3 separate regions of the Anser cygnoides genome follow, and regions 1 and 3 are each linked to region 2. The links are chromatin contacts, called in public Hi-C maps. All regions are on one chromosome and are shown on one strand. Each heading gives the region's core, a stretch centred on a gene start, on an enhancer-like site or on the middle of the called end of the contact. The rest is flanking DNA. Distances are from core to core; before and after follow the strand shown.

Region 1 (4,163 bases), core at 1,097-3,596, 230 kb after region 2:
GGACCCCCACCTCTGCACACGAGTAGCACCTACACTGAGGGGTCTGCTTACTGGGAGAGGGCTTTTCTCATTTTTTTCCCTCTTAAGAAAACTCAGTTTTCTTTGTCAAAACACCACTTTTACATCTGGTCTCTCCAGAGGCGTATTTTAAGTTAGACACGCAAAACGAAGTGAGACAGGAGTACACCTTTAACCGTACGATATTCATTATTCGCTGTGGGACGTTCGCTGCATCCTCAAAGACCATACAATGCAAATATCTGTGCGGCTGTCTCCCTACCCATATGAGTAATTCACCTGTCTTCAGCGAGAGGCTCTTAAAGGCTGGGGGGCTGCACCAGACCGGGGCCCACAACTGCTGGGCCTCCGTCACTGCCCCCTGGCACCACTCTGCAGGGCCCGGGCCTACTGCTGCTTCTTGGGCCACATCTGCACCGACTCAGAACCCAGATATCGTACAAGTTCTCCTCACTGCTGAGCCCCTCTGTGGCCTTCAAGTTAGACACAAGCTCCAGAGCTGCCTGAAGTCAGGGAGATCCCGAAGGTGGCAAGCACAGGAGATGGAGACGAGCTCTGCCACGCAGCAGAGGTCACAGAGAAGGTGCTGGACACCAGCAGCAGTGTCAGCAGTGAGGCACCAAGATGAAGCCTTGCCCTAGGATTAGGGAGGGAAGCACCACTCCCAAAGTCCCAGAAGAACATACACAGTGCTGGCTCCGATCTGCCTTACTTCCACAGCCCATTTGCATTTAGCTCCTTCCCCTGAACCACCTTTTTCAAAACTTCAGTAACAGGCTGTGAAATCCCCACCATCTGTTAGCCAGGGAAAAATCTCCACCGCAGCTCCATCAGCCTCTCCCACACAAGCCTTATTCATTAGGAGGAATGACTGCAAACATTTACCAAGTCCATGCTGGCTCAGAAATTCCTGAAGTTACTAACAACAGGCTTGGGATAGGGAACTTTGACAAACGCCCCTAAATAGAGTGTGCCCACATCGTTAGCTTTACCCAGGGTGCATTAAGGCTGCTTTCTTGCTACCGCGATTATGCTTTAATATGTAATTAGTAGGAAGAAAACGATGTTGAAGAGGAGAACGCCTCACTTACACACACGCCATTAAGACTGAGAGTATAAATGAGTGAGCTGCGGCATCACCATCTGAGGCTCATTAACTCAATCTGCAAAGCATCGAGGGCTGGCAAGCGCTGCCGTCCGGCTGCAGGTACAGCAAAAAACTGCACATCGACACTGGTGGCAGGCACCGTGCCTCCCTGCCTCTTCCTTGCCTAGCTCAAAACCTGGCAAAGTCGGGAAGGGCTGGGAAACGCAGAGGCACTTGTCCCCAGGAAGAACGCACCAGCTTTCCCAGCAGGGAAACGATAGTTAGGAACATCACACAGCCCATGCAGGTGGCTTTCACACGTCTCCGTGATCCTGGCTTCACCTGCGATGCTCAGGGAAGCTATTTAAAACCCATCCAAAGGAAACTGTTCCCCGCCAGCACTGCAGATCCAAGCCACCTGATCCCGTGTCACTGCCCCGATGCACCCCGTGCAGCCCATGCGAGTCTGGAACAACCATCATACCAAGCTCTCCAGCCCCCCCAGCCCTGCACACCCAGCTGGAGCGGGCAGGGGAATCACCCGGAGGAATCCTGAAAGTACAGGGCGGTTTTGAAGAAATAACTCATTTCTGAAGGAAAAGGGAAAAAAAAAAAGTCTGGAAGCGCTCCAAGAACAAACAAGCAGCCCATTTTGAAAGAGTGGAACAAAACAGTCTGAGATGCCTTTTTTTTTTTTTTTTTTTAAATTCTCTTGAACAAGGCGGGGATGGAAAGGAGAAACCTCATCACCAGCGAGCTGTGGCACGAGGGCAGCCCTCGTGCACGGAGCTGCTCCTGCCAGCAGCAGCACCCCCAAGTCACGGCCTCAGCACCGTAAAGCCCCTTAAATCAGGAGATGGCAGGAGACCTGGGTGTTAATAGCAAACCTCACCGAAACCACGCTCTGCTGAGGAGCCGAGGTTTCAACACACCATTTTTCTGCCCCCACTTTGAGCAATGTTTATTTGCCGTGAAACATTAACATTTCGCTTCGATACGTGACTGCCCGAATGCAAAGTGTCAATGCAGGAGGAGGCTGACCGGGCCAAATCGGGTCCCCCCGTGCGCCCCAGCCCTGTCCCCTTCTCCCAGGATGGGCTGGGGAATGGGCACCAGGCTCCCCGGCTCCATCCCAGCATCAGGGTGCCTGTTTTGGGGCACGATGCTTTGATACGCTAACTTGTACCCGCTCTTCTTTGCCCCAGGAGGAATCGGTTTGCTGCAGAGGCTTTTTTCTCCCCTTTTCCTTTAATCTGCTTCACAGGGTAGATGCTGAGCAGAATTACCCTGAGCACTGGGGTTTGAGAAGTTCGGTCATGGCAGTGCTTTCAGGCTGAGAGTTTCGCTTTTTGCACATTCTGCTAAAACATGGTTACACCCACACGTTAATCTGTTTCAAGAAATGTTAATTATTCTTCATAACCGAAGCATTTGGCCTTGAGACAGTTTCATTATCAGACGCTGTAACTTCGACAGGCTAGGAAATCTGGGGAAGATTTTAATGAAGAAACAGAAGATCCCTGGCTCGTTACAGAATAAAAACCTCCTTTTATTCCGAGATTGCTTTAAATGACATTACACGGGATGTGTTTCCTTCCTTTCCCAAAGCACAAGCATGCTGAACGGTTGAGCTCAAGTGATGCCAGATGCACTAACGGAGCGCTGAGGCACCGAAGGACTGACTCTGCCTGTTGACACCTTTCAGTCGTGGTGACCATGACCAAATCATTAAGTCACAAACGCCTGATAATGTAATAAAAAAAAAAAAAAACAACATCTTGTGGGGTCCAAAAGCAGCCAGGCATTTTTCAACCAACAGACAAAAGCTGTAGGGTCACAGAAGAGAGACGGACTGCACCCCTTCCCCTTTTTAGAGGCACAGACCAGTGAATGTTTTACTGCTCTCAGGTTCCCCACCCCCCGATCTTGTCTAATATGACTACAAGAAGAGCTCAGCCAGATCACGGAAGTGCAAGAAAATCAATTTCATACACATTAAGAATACGTGTTTACCCACGTCCTGATCGATACCTCCGGCTCCCTGCACATTACAACACTTCGGTTGCAGTTTGAGGCCCAACAGCACCGTTCTCCCATGCAGACTATGGGAGTTAGGAAAGATCCTGTCCGTGCTTGTTTGATCTGAAACATAATACCCCTTAATGTGACCCCTTGGAAAAATACTGGGGAAAGCAGCCAAGAGGGGAGGAAAAAAAAAGAAAAGCAAAGCTTCCCAGAATGAACATTTCTGGCTCTTTCAGTTCCACGGCGGAGCTGTGCATCTATAAACAGTGCTGATTTGCAAGTAGGAGAGGGAGGAAAAGGAGAAAGGAGAAGGAGAAAGCAGAGATAGCCGGCCACCTCGCAGCTAAAAGCTCTGCTTTTTAAGCAGCCTCTCCTCCGGCCCAGCCAGGGACAGGAGGGGACAGCAGAGGGCACAGCTCAGCACCCAGCTTCCTGGGCTGGTGACACCCAGGTGTTTCACTTTAGGGTGCAGTAGGAGACCAACTGCTTTTACCAGCAGCTTGGTGCATGTGCATGATTTGAGGCCCCGGTGCTGTCACTGGACCCTGAAGACCACAAAGTAAACCAGCGTGGTCCTTTTGGTTGCAAACTGCGGCAGCCTGCTAGGAGATTTTTAATCCACCAGTTACTTCAGGGCAATGTTAACAGGAGACCAGGGGGAAGTTTTCAGGATTTGGACCCTAAAAACATACACGATGTGTGGCAACACCCCCTGCATCTCCTACAGCAAACACCGCGCCGTAACAGGCCGGTGCACGGCACAGCAGAAAGCACCGCCTGCTGCACGCTTGGCTAGCCACAGAAATCTGCAATTCATTTGCCCCGTGCTTTAGAGAAGTTCAGCATCAGGGTTTCCTGTGCTTGCTTTTAGCGTTCTGGCTGAAAACATCTGCGGGACGCACCGCACCTGCTAACCCAGCCTGCCGCCGCCCCCTCCCTGCATCCTGCAGCCGGGTGCCCCCCGACAGCATTGCCCTGGGCACGGCTGGCCCCGAGCTTGGGTGCCCTGACACAAAAGCAACACCCGACCCAA
Region 2 (3,937 bases), core at 295-2,794:
AGACAGCTTGCTCTGTGGCCTGGGCAGTCTCACTTTGTGGGGTCTGTGGGGCAGAAAGCAAGTCAGCCGGGGTCACAGGCTCCTGGTAGGAGCAGGGACCCGGGAGGTCATGGAAGGAGGCAATCCTCCATGCTGGTGACAGGCCTCCTCAAAACGCTCCTTGTTCAGCATCGCCTTGTTGAAGGTGGCCTGTTAGGACAAGGGCTGACTGATAACTAGGCAAGGTTGGAGTGTGCCTCTAATTTCAGAGCTCGCTACGAAGGAACAGAACTCATTTATACGGATTTTGGACGTCTGGGTTGTGGCTGCTACAGGCCTAGGTTATTTTATGCAGGAGGAAGAATTTCCTGTAGGATGGATGGGAAACTTTGTCAGTGGAGGTGAGGCTGGGAGGTGACACCTACCACGTGCCAACACCTGTAACCAGCAAGATCAAGCCAGAAAGGGCTGGGAGGTGGAGCACAAGCGAGACAAACAAGGCTCAGGGTCTGTTTCTGGCTCCTGCACAGCCTGGCTTGGTGACCTCGGTCGAGTCCCCTCTCCCCCTTGTGTTCCCATTTGTAAAAGGACGATGGGAGTCTGTGGCTTTTGTAAAATGCTCTAGGAGCAAAAATAGGGTTGCATTGAGGACAGTGACCAGCTGCTTGGAATGAATAGAGGCTTTGTGGGGGGTGGTGTGTTTTTTTTTTTTTTTTACTTCCTCGTTTTAGCTCCCAGTTATTTGTGCTTCCCCAGGGCCTCAGGACGGGACAGCAGTTAAACAAATGGCAGGACTGTCTTCCATAGCTTACGTGCCATCGAGCATTATCTGAATTTGAAGCCTCTTGTGAGGCTTTGTTGTGCAAAAAGAAGCCTCTGGGTTGGCTCCGCGTCCCTTTTGGCTACAGAGGCAGGAGCCGATCCTGCCCCAGCGGGACCAGGATGTGCCAGGCTGCCGCAGGATGCATTGCACTGCAAAGGAGACTGAAGGTCACCGAATCGTTATCTCTGTGGCTGTTGGCAACCACCACTGAGTGCAGTGCTCCTGCGATTATAAACCTTTGACTCCTTTCCTGCTGGTTGGTGCTCGTGCTGACGTAGGGACTCGCTCAGCTCAGGCCTGCTGGGTCATTAGTCCATTGGCAACCAGGGCGATCGCTTCGCTGAGGCTCCTGTGAGGACATTCAGTGGTCAAGGGTTGTTTTGGGATGAAAACAAAACTTGAAGAACTGAACCAAAGCCCTGACAAAGCGAAACCCTGATTGACTAGGGTAAAAAGAAATAAAAAAATAGTAGGGCCAAAGTCCTGCTTGGAAAATAACATTCTGCCTCCCTAGGTTTGCTCTGTGGTTGAGGCTGATTTTGTAGCTCTGAACCTCTTGCACTGCTCTGCTCCACTGTGCTGTTAACCAGGGCAGGGCTCTGCCCTTGCCCTTTCAGTGGTAGTCAAGGTGCTGCTGGGTTTTGCTGTTCTGCTAATAATAAAATGCTTGAAAGTCATTTAAGGTTATTTTCAGAAGTGTGTTTTTCTGTGAAGAAAAAGTGTTAGAAGTCCATGGTGCGGACTTGTGTCACAAGTGTCACAAGTCCCCTGAGCTCCTCTTCCGAGAGCATCCAAGGGTTTTTTGGTCACAGAGTTAGAAACGTCCCTGCCTGCTGCTCCTTACAATCCTGCTTGCTGGTGCTTTGCCAGCTCTCCGTCTGTTTGCGTGTGTGCATCATCCCACCCCGGTGCCTCAGTTTCCCCCTGCAGTGCAGGGACACTGACACTGATCCCTTTGTGATGGGAGGATGAGAAGTGCCCTTGGAGCGCGGCTGGTAGCATGTCCTGTGGCATTTCTGCTCTGTAGGGATCTTGTTCTAGCAGGAATCTCCAGGAGATTTTGGGTCCTAGGGGACAGTCCTAGGAAGCCTCTAAAAATAAACCTGTTTGGTTGTTTTCTAAAATCAGGGGGCCACTTGCTTGTGGGGTGACCTTAGCCTGGTCCTATCATAGGCCTGCAGCTCTGTTTCCCAGTCTGGTAAATAAGGGTAAATATTCTTGAGGAAACCTTGAGGATTCAGCAGTGGATGCCTGAAGGAAACCTTGCAAACTCGTGCCAAGCTTTTGAAGGTCAGGACTGCTCACAGCAGCCCTGCTCAGGGATTCCCTTAGCAAAACATGAGCAGACTTCAGAAATACCTGGATCCAGGCTGATTCTCACATTCACACCGCTCTCTTCATTATTCAGCTGCACATCCCAGGCCAGCCTTTAAGGGCTGTATAATTTCAGATGCGGTTCTGCACTGTGTTGTTGTTTACTGGGGATGCAGCCCCTGCCTCGCCGCCCTCCCTCCCGTGGGCTCGGGTTCCCAGGTGAGCAGCAGCAGCCTCTCGGTGTCAGCGGGGGAAAGGGGCCGTATCGAGTGCAGGGAGCTCTTTGCAAGTTTAATGAGGCAGGAGGTGGGTGCCTGCAGCCTGGCTGCTGGCTGCTTCCTCTCCTGGCATTACGAATTCAGGAGAGCAGGAGCTATTCTGGGCCTTGCTTTAACCAGCAGCCACTTCCATTTGTATTAGCAGAGACCCAAAACTGGCTCTTTTCTGCCAATCTTTAGCAGAGTTGCACAGAACTAGCAGTGTGTGACCAAGACCGGGTTCACCTCTCCTTTATTTTCAGCCTGAAAGGGCTGCAAGTAATTTTTTTGCTGAACTTTTCCCCGTGCTGCTCTGAGATGGGTGCCGGCAGGGTCGTCTTTGTTCAGTCCTGGGGCAAACCAGTGGTTCCTTTGCAAATAAAACCCGGGGTGCCACGTATGTGACCGCACATAAAAGCAAACACTGTTCTGAGCAGGCGTCACACTGAGGCACCAAGCATTCAGAGCAGAAGGATACCTGGATGCTGGGCCAGGTAGGATGGGAACAAACCCTCCACCTGCATCCTGCTCTCCTCGGGCCATCAGCCCTTCTGTGCTGGTCTGTGCACGCTGCTCTGCAGTGCCCGGAGGTGCCAGCCAAGGCAAGGACCCTTCTGGGCAGCTCCAGCGCTGTCTGTCCGGACAGATGAGCCCAAAGCACAGGAGGGCACAACCCTGCTGGTGTGGCTGCAGGGCAGGCTGGAGCTGGGAGAAGCCAGCCCTGCTGGCCAGCCTCCGACCCCGCTGTCCTGTGGGTCTTTGTGGTCACCGAAAGCCTCTTCTTGCCTTCCAGCCTGTGCCTTTGCTGGTCTGTGGAACTGCGTCACCATCAACCCCCTGAACATAGCAGCTGGCGTGTGGATGATGTGAGTGGAGTTTCTGTTCTTTTTTTTTTTCTGCCGGGAGGGAGATGGGATCCTTGGGGGTCCCTTCCCGCTCAGGGTACCCCGTGATTCTGGCCATTAGGCACCACGGAGCGAGGGGCAGAGCTGAGGTGAAATGTCTGCCCTGTCCTGCGGGCGGGCGTGAATTGCCAGGTCTTGCTCAGTCAGACCGGTGGAGACACAAGCTTTATCCTATTTATGTCCCCATTTATATTCCTCTTCTCTCCTTACCCCCCTCCCCACCCCTTTTTAGGTAAATACCGCAGTAACCTTACCCAAAATAAATCTGGGGCCTGGGGTTGGGAATTATCAAGAAGGGGGGAGAGGGAAGCGGGGTCCAGCCCCGCTGCGTGCTTCCGCTTTGGTGTGGCCGGGGGCACGGCTGACCCTCGCTCTGGGGCAGTGTTAACTCTCGTGTGCTCTACCTGGAGGCTCAACGCCTTCGTCCTGTTCCTGTGCGAAGCCCCCTTCTGCTGCCAGTTCATCGAGTTCGCCAACGCCGTGTCTGCGAGGGCGGACAAGCTGCGGCCCTGGCAGAAAGCTGCTTTCTACTGCGGGTGAGGATGCTCCCGGGGCCGGGCACTGGGCCTTTTGGGTGCTGCGTTCCCCAAACCAGCGCGGGGCTGCCTCTCTCTCTTTCAGGATGGCGGTGTTCCCCGTCATGCTCAGCCTGACGCTGA
Region 3 (3,945 bases), core at 1,208-3,707, 190 kb after region 2:
AAAATGTCCCTGATGGGCGTCTAGCAAAGAGAGGAGCCGCAGAGCAAGAGGGGATTTTCTTCTCACCTCAGAGCCTTTATCGTCCCCTGTACGATACTTCTAACAAAGCAGAGCATTACCAAAACATCCTTCCATTTATTTATTTATTTATTTAAATAAGATGCTACCCCTGACAGTTCCCTCTAATCAGAAGATATGGATAAGGGATTTTTTTAATTAGACAAAACATCATTTTTGCTACGGTTGTCATGAGCCTATTTTGGCCTATTTCTCACTCTCGGGAGCCCATCTGGCTGGCAATCAGGACACCATCCCCGCCTGCCTGCCTTTTACAGCGATGCCCCGGAGCCCCTGATCACGGACCATAATTACTGTGCAACCAGAAGAGCAGCCGTAAAGCTCCCCGAGCAGAAGTGTAGTCCCACAAATGTAAATGCGGCGAAGTTCCCCATTTTACTGTAATCTTCAAAAAAAAAAAAAAAAAGAAGAAGCATGGGCAAAGGTTGATCTCTGCAAAAGGTGCTTTGGCCACGTGCTCTGCGGCCAGCATGCTGCAGGCGCCTGCCAGATTTCCACCTCTGTCCTGGGGGGCACCGAGCCAGCCAGGCTCTCCCGGTCCCTCTCACACCTCTGTCTTGGCCGGCTCTTGTTTGCTTCGGTTTTGGGAAGTGTCAAGAAAAGACATGACTTCTGGTAACACCGCCCTTTAACCAGCAAATCTAAATGTTAAAACTGAACTGGGACTCAAAGAAATCAGGTCTTACTCCCCAAATTGTCAGCAACCTAGAAGACTGCTCTGGCTGTTTCATTAAATCTTTGTGCCTCAGCATCCCCCCTCTAAAACCCGCCAGGCCGATTGCACCCAGGCTGGGTGAGGAGGAGGGACTGAGCCCATTATTGCCCACGGGCTCAAGGCAGAGCCCGGCCGCCAGCCGGCGGGACCACAAGGGGCCGGGGGCACCGTGCGGCCCCAGGGACGTCCCCTCCTGAGCGGGTGAGTCTCTTCTGCCCTCTGTTATTAGGCTCACGCAGCACAGAGATCAGTTTATGAGTCAGACAGCTACGAGGAGGGTTTGACTTCCAGGGAAATCTAAAAGAAGCACGCTGTTCTCCACGCCAGGGCTTTTTGCTTTGTTCTTTCACGAAACCCCCATGTCTCTGAGCATCCCGGCACATCAAAGCCCGGGACCTGATCCGGATGAGCCTGCCTGTGATCAGGCTCCAAATCCACGCTCGGGTACGCAGCGAAGCGACCCACTTTTTAAGAAGGATCAGGTACAAAGAAGCCCTACACCTCCAGAAACAAGAGCGAGCAGTGACTGTCCGGCACCAGGCAGGGTTTTTCCAAGGAGGAATTTATTTATTTTTTTGCTAAGGAGGAGCTGGGGGCGAAGAAAGCCCCGCACAACCCCAGCTCCTGCGCCAGCCCCAGCCAGGGAAGCACGAAGCGTGCATTTAAGAACAAGTAATCCTTTCAATTTCAACAGGATTAAACAGCATTCTTAAAAGTAAGTAAATCCTTAAGTGTTTGCTAAACTGTGTCATTTTCCCCATAAAGCAGGTTCTTATGTGCTGAGAAGCGCAGTAATACGTCCCGCCACTCCCGGCTATCATTTTCTATTAGGCAGGGCAGGAACCGCTTCGTTACGCAGCCAAGCGGCGGTTGGCACAAGGGGTCCCTGATCTCATCTGAGGCTTAGTTGCTCCTGCGGTTCTAGGACATACTAATGCAGCTAATGCAGACATGACACCGAGTGGAATTACAGTTCGCCGGTTATTTATACCTCCCCTTTCCTTTAAGGCAGACTGGGAACGCAGAAGCTTTGTTTCCCGAGGCAGACAGCACGCCCCCAGACTCCTTATCAGCTCCCCGATGATTTATGCCAATTACTTCACACGTTCAGGCCTTTGGGTATCCCCACTGCCCAAACCTACGAAGCCAGTTTTGAGGCTGCAGCATCCTGAAAGTGCTACAGGAGCACACCAGGAGCCGTGAGCAGCAATTTCCAAATTTACAGCTCCCTTGGACCGTGCTGGAGAGGGCTCCAGCGACCAAGCCCGCGGCACAGCCCAGTGCCGTGCCCCATCCCGCAGCCCAGGGGAAAGCCCCGTGCCCGATGCCGGCAGCGGGGAGGTTTTGCAGAGTCATTTCTACACTCTGCTTGGGAAAAACACACTTGTATGGGCGAGTTTGTCTTCTGGGAGGAGGCCGGCTGTGGGCTTAAATAAGGTCTCATGCAGGTTATTATTATTATTACTTCTTCATCCAGTTCTCGGCGGAACTTCCTCAAGAAAAGCTGCACTCAGTGCGCGCAAGTCACCATAAAAACTACGTCTAAACTGACAACAAGATGCCAGGGACGGAGCTCTGGAGGTACAAAGTGCAGGCAGAGGTACCCGCAGCCACAGGCTGCTTCCAGCAGCTGACCTGCACGGGGCTGGGAAATTCCTGGTGGTTTCCCCGGGCAGGGTGAGGGACGCTCTCTGCATTCCTGACATTCCAGCTCTCCTCCGTTTTCTGCCACGAGCTAAACCAAACAAGCCAGCTGATCATTTACCAGCCCCGTGCCCCGTGGTACGACCGCGTTGCCGTGGATCAGCCCGAGCAGGAAGGCAGCGGGAGGGCCAGGGACGCGGTTTCGGAGCCCGAGCATCAGAGGCCTCACGGAGAGCCTCATTTTCGAAAGGCACCGAGTTCTGCGCTTCCAGAAACAAAAGCAAGTCTCAGCCCAGGTTCCTCAAATTCACCGGTCACTTTGCAAGGATCCTGGCTGAGCAAAGAAACGGGATTTTTGCAAACAAACAAAACCAGCAAAAATCCCCACACCGTAAGAAAACCACTAACTTTCATCTTTCTCACTGCCAGTGCTTTCTTTTAGGAATGATGGATTTAAAAATAAACTAAAACAAAACAAAAATAAATAAATTAATGTGCTTACTGCTCTTCTATTTCCTCCAGCGTTGCTTATTTCTAGCGGTATCTCTGCACATCTAGAAAACTAAAATAAACTCTCGTTATTTGCAAAAACAACCCGAGGCAGCTGGGCTGGAATACGCTTTGCATACGAGGAACTCCCTAACCCTGCAGTTAGGAGCAAGCTGCAGGGGCTGGAGCCAGGCTCGTGGCTTGTGCAGACCCTGGCGAGGTCGTCGTGCATTCCCAGAACAAGAGGATTTGCTTTGCAGCAAGTCAGGAGCTCATCACAGTGATGATAAGCCTGGGCAGAAACCTTGATGTTGCTACCTCCGTGCACAGGCTTCTTGGGGGGAAGGTGGTTTCAGAGCCTGAAATCGCATGGAATGATTTGACACCTAAACTCAGGAAGGGCAAATAGAATAAAATAAAATATAAATATTAAAATAAAATAATTACAAATCCTCAGACCAAATCCCTCGCCTCAGTGTGGATGGGAAGCAGACCCCAAATTTGGATACAAGCTGGCTAAGTTAGTTCTGAGCTGGGTAACAGCATCCAACAGCAAAACCGGCAACGTGAAGAGTTGCAGTGGGGACAAGGCTGCCGAACCAAAGCAGCCGTGAGATTGCTGTGAGGCGCCAGCAGGACGTGCCCCAGACAGCTCCAGTTTGTGGTGCTGGTGGCAGCGGTCACCGTACACCTTTGCCCACCCACCTGCCGAGGAGCATCGCTGCACACCCGGGGCCCAGCACCCACCCCAGCACCTCCCACCCAGCTCCACGCGCACACCAGGGCTCACAGCCAAGGCAGGATATTTGCAAACCAAAGTGCCCCCAGCAGTTTTTCCCATCACTGCCTTTTTGCATGTGCCTCTCCCCCGTGCTTAGCACCTCGGCGAACCCAGCCCCGAGTCCTGCAGCGCTCTGTGAGACCCCGAGCATGTGAGCCAGCCCCAAATGCACAGCTAAAACACAACCTGCGTGCTCTGGATCCATTATTTACGCTCTGCATGCTATTGCACAGTACCT

The links. Hi-C and Micro-C count contacts between places; a contact is called where the count stands out from the background.
Region 1: a Hi-C map of liver shows a contact between it and region 2, with 7 times the contacts expected there. The contact joins two enhancer-like sites. A contact is called at or near these places in 2 of 7 Hi-C or Micro-C datasets (both in liver).
Region 3: a Hi-C map of liver shows a contact between it and region 2, with 14 times the contacts expected there. The contact joins two enhancer-like sites. A contact is called at or near these places in 2 of 7 Hi-C or Micro-C datasets (both in liver).

Annotation. Positions count from the first base shown.
Region 1 is chr20:4,204,219-4,208,381 of Taihu_goose_T2T_genome, reverse strand. The region is part of intron 2 of VAV2 (vav guanine nucleotide exchange factor 2); the gene reads right to left. Among named protein-coding and RNA genes, the nearest start is that of VAV2, 38 kb to the right of the region's middle. Within about 2 kb of position 2,346, at least 1 of the 3 cell types and tissues checked has open chromatin away from gene starts, as enhancers often do. A contact at or near this core is called in liver, where this site is marked.
Region 2 is chr20:4,436,173-4,440,109 of Taihu_goose_T2T_genome, reverse strand. CACFD1 (calcium channel flower domain containing 1) reads left to right here. Exons shown (of 5, transcript XM_066980695.1): 2 at 3,167-3,239; 3 at 3,661-3,814; 4 at 3,900-3,937. Among named protein-coding and RNA genes, the nearest start is that of CACFD1, 4.1 kb to the left of the region's middle. Within about 2 kb of position 1,544, at least 1 of the 3 cell types and tissues checked has open chromatin away from gene starts, as enhancers often do. A contact at or near this core is called in liver, where this site is marked.
Region 3 is chr20:4,243,028-4,246,972 of Taihu_goose_T2T_genome, reverse strand. The region is part of intron 2 of VAV2 (vav guanine nucleotide exchange factor 2); the gene reads right to left. Among named protein-coding and RNA genes, the nearest start is that of SARDH, 53 kb to the left of the region's middle. Within about 2 kb of position 2,457, at least 3 of the 3 cell types and tissues checked have open chromatin away from gene starts, as enhancers often do. A contact at or near this core is called in liver, where this site is marked.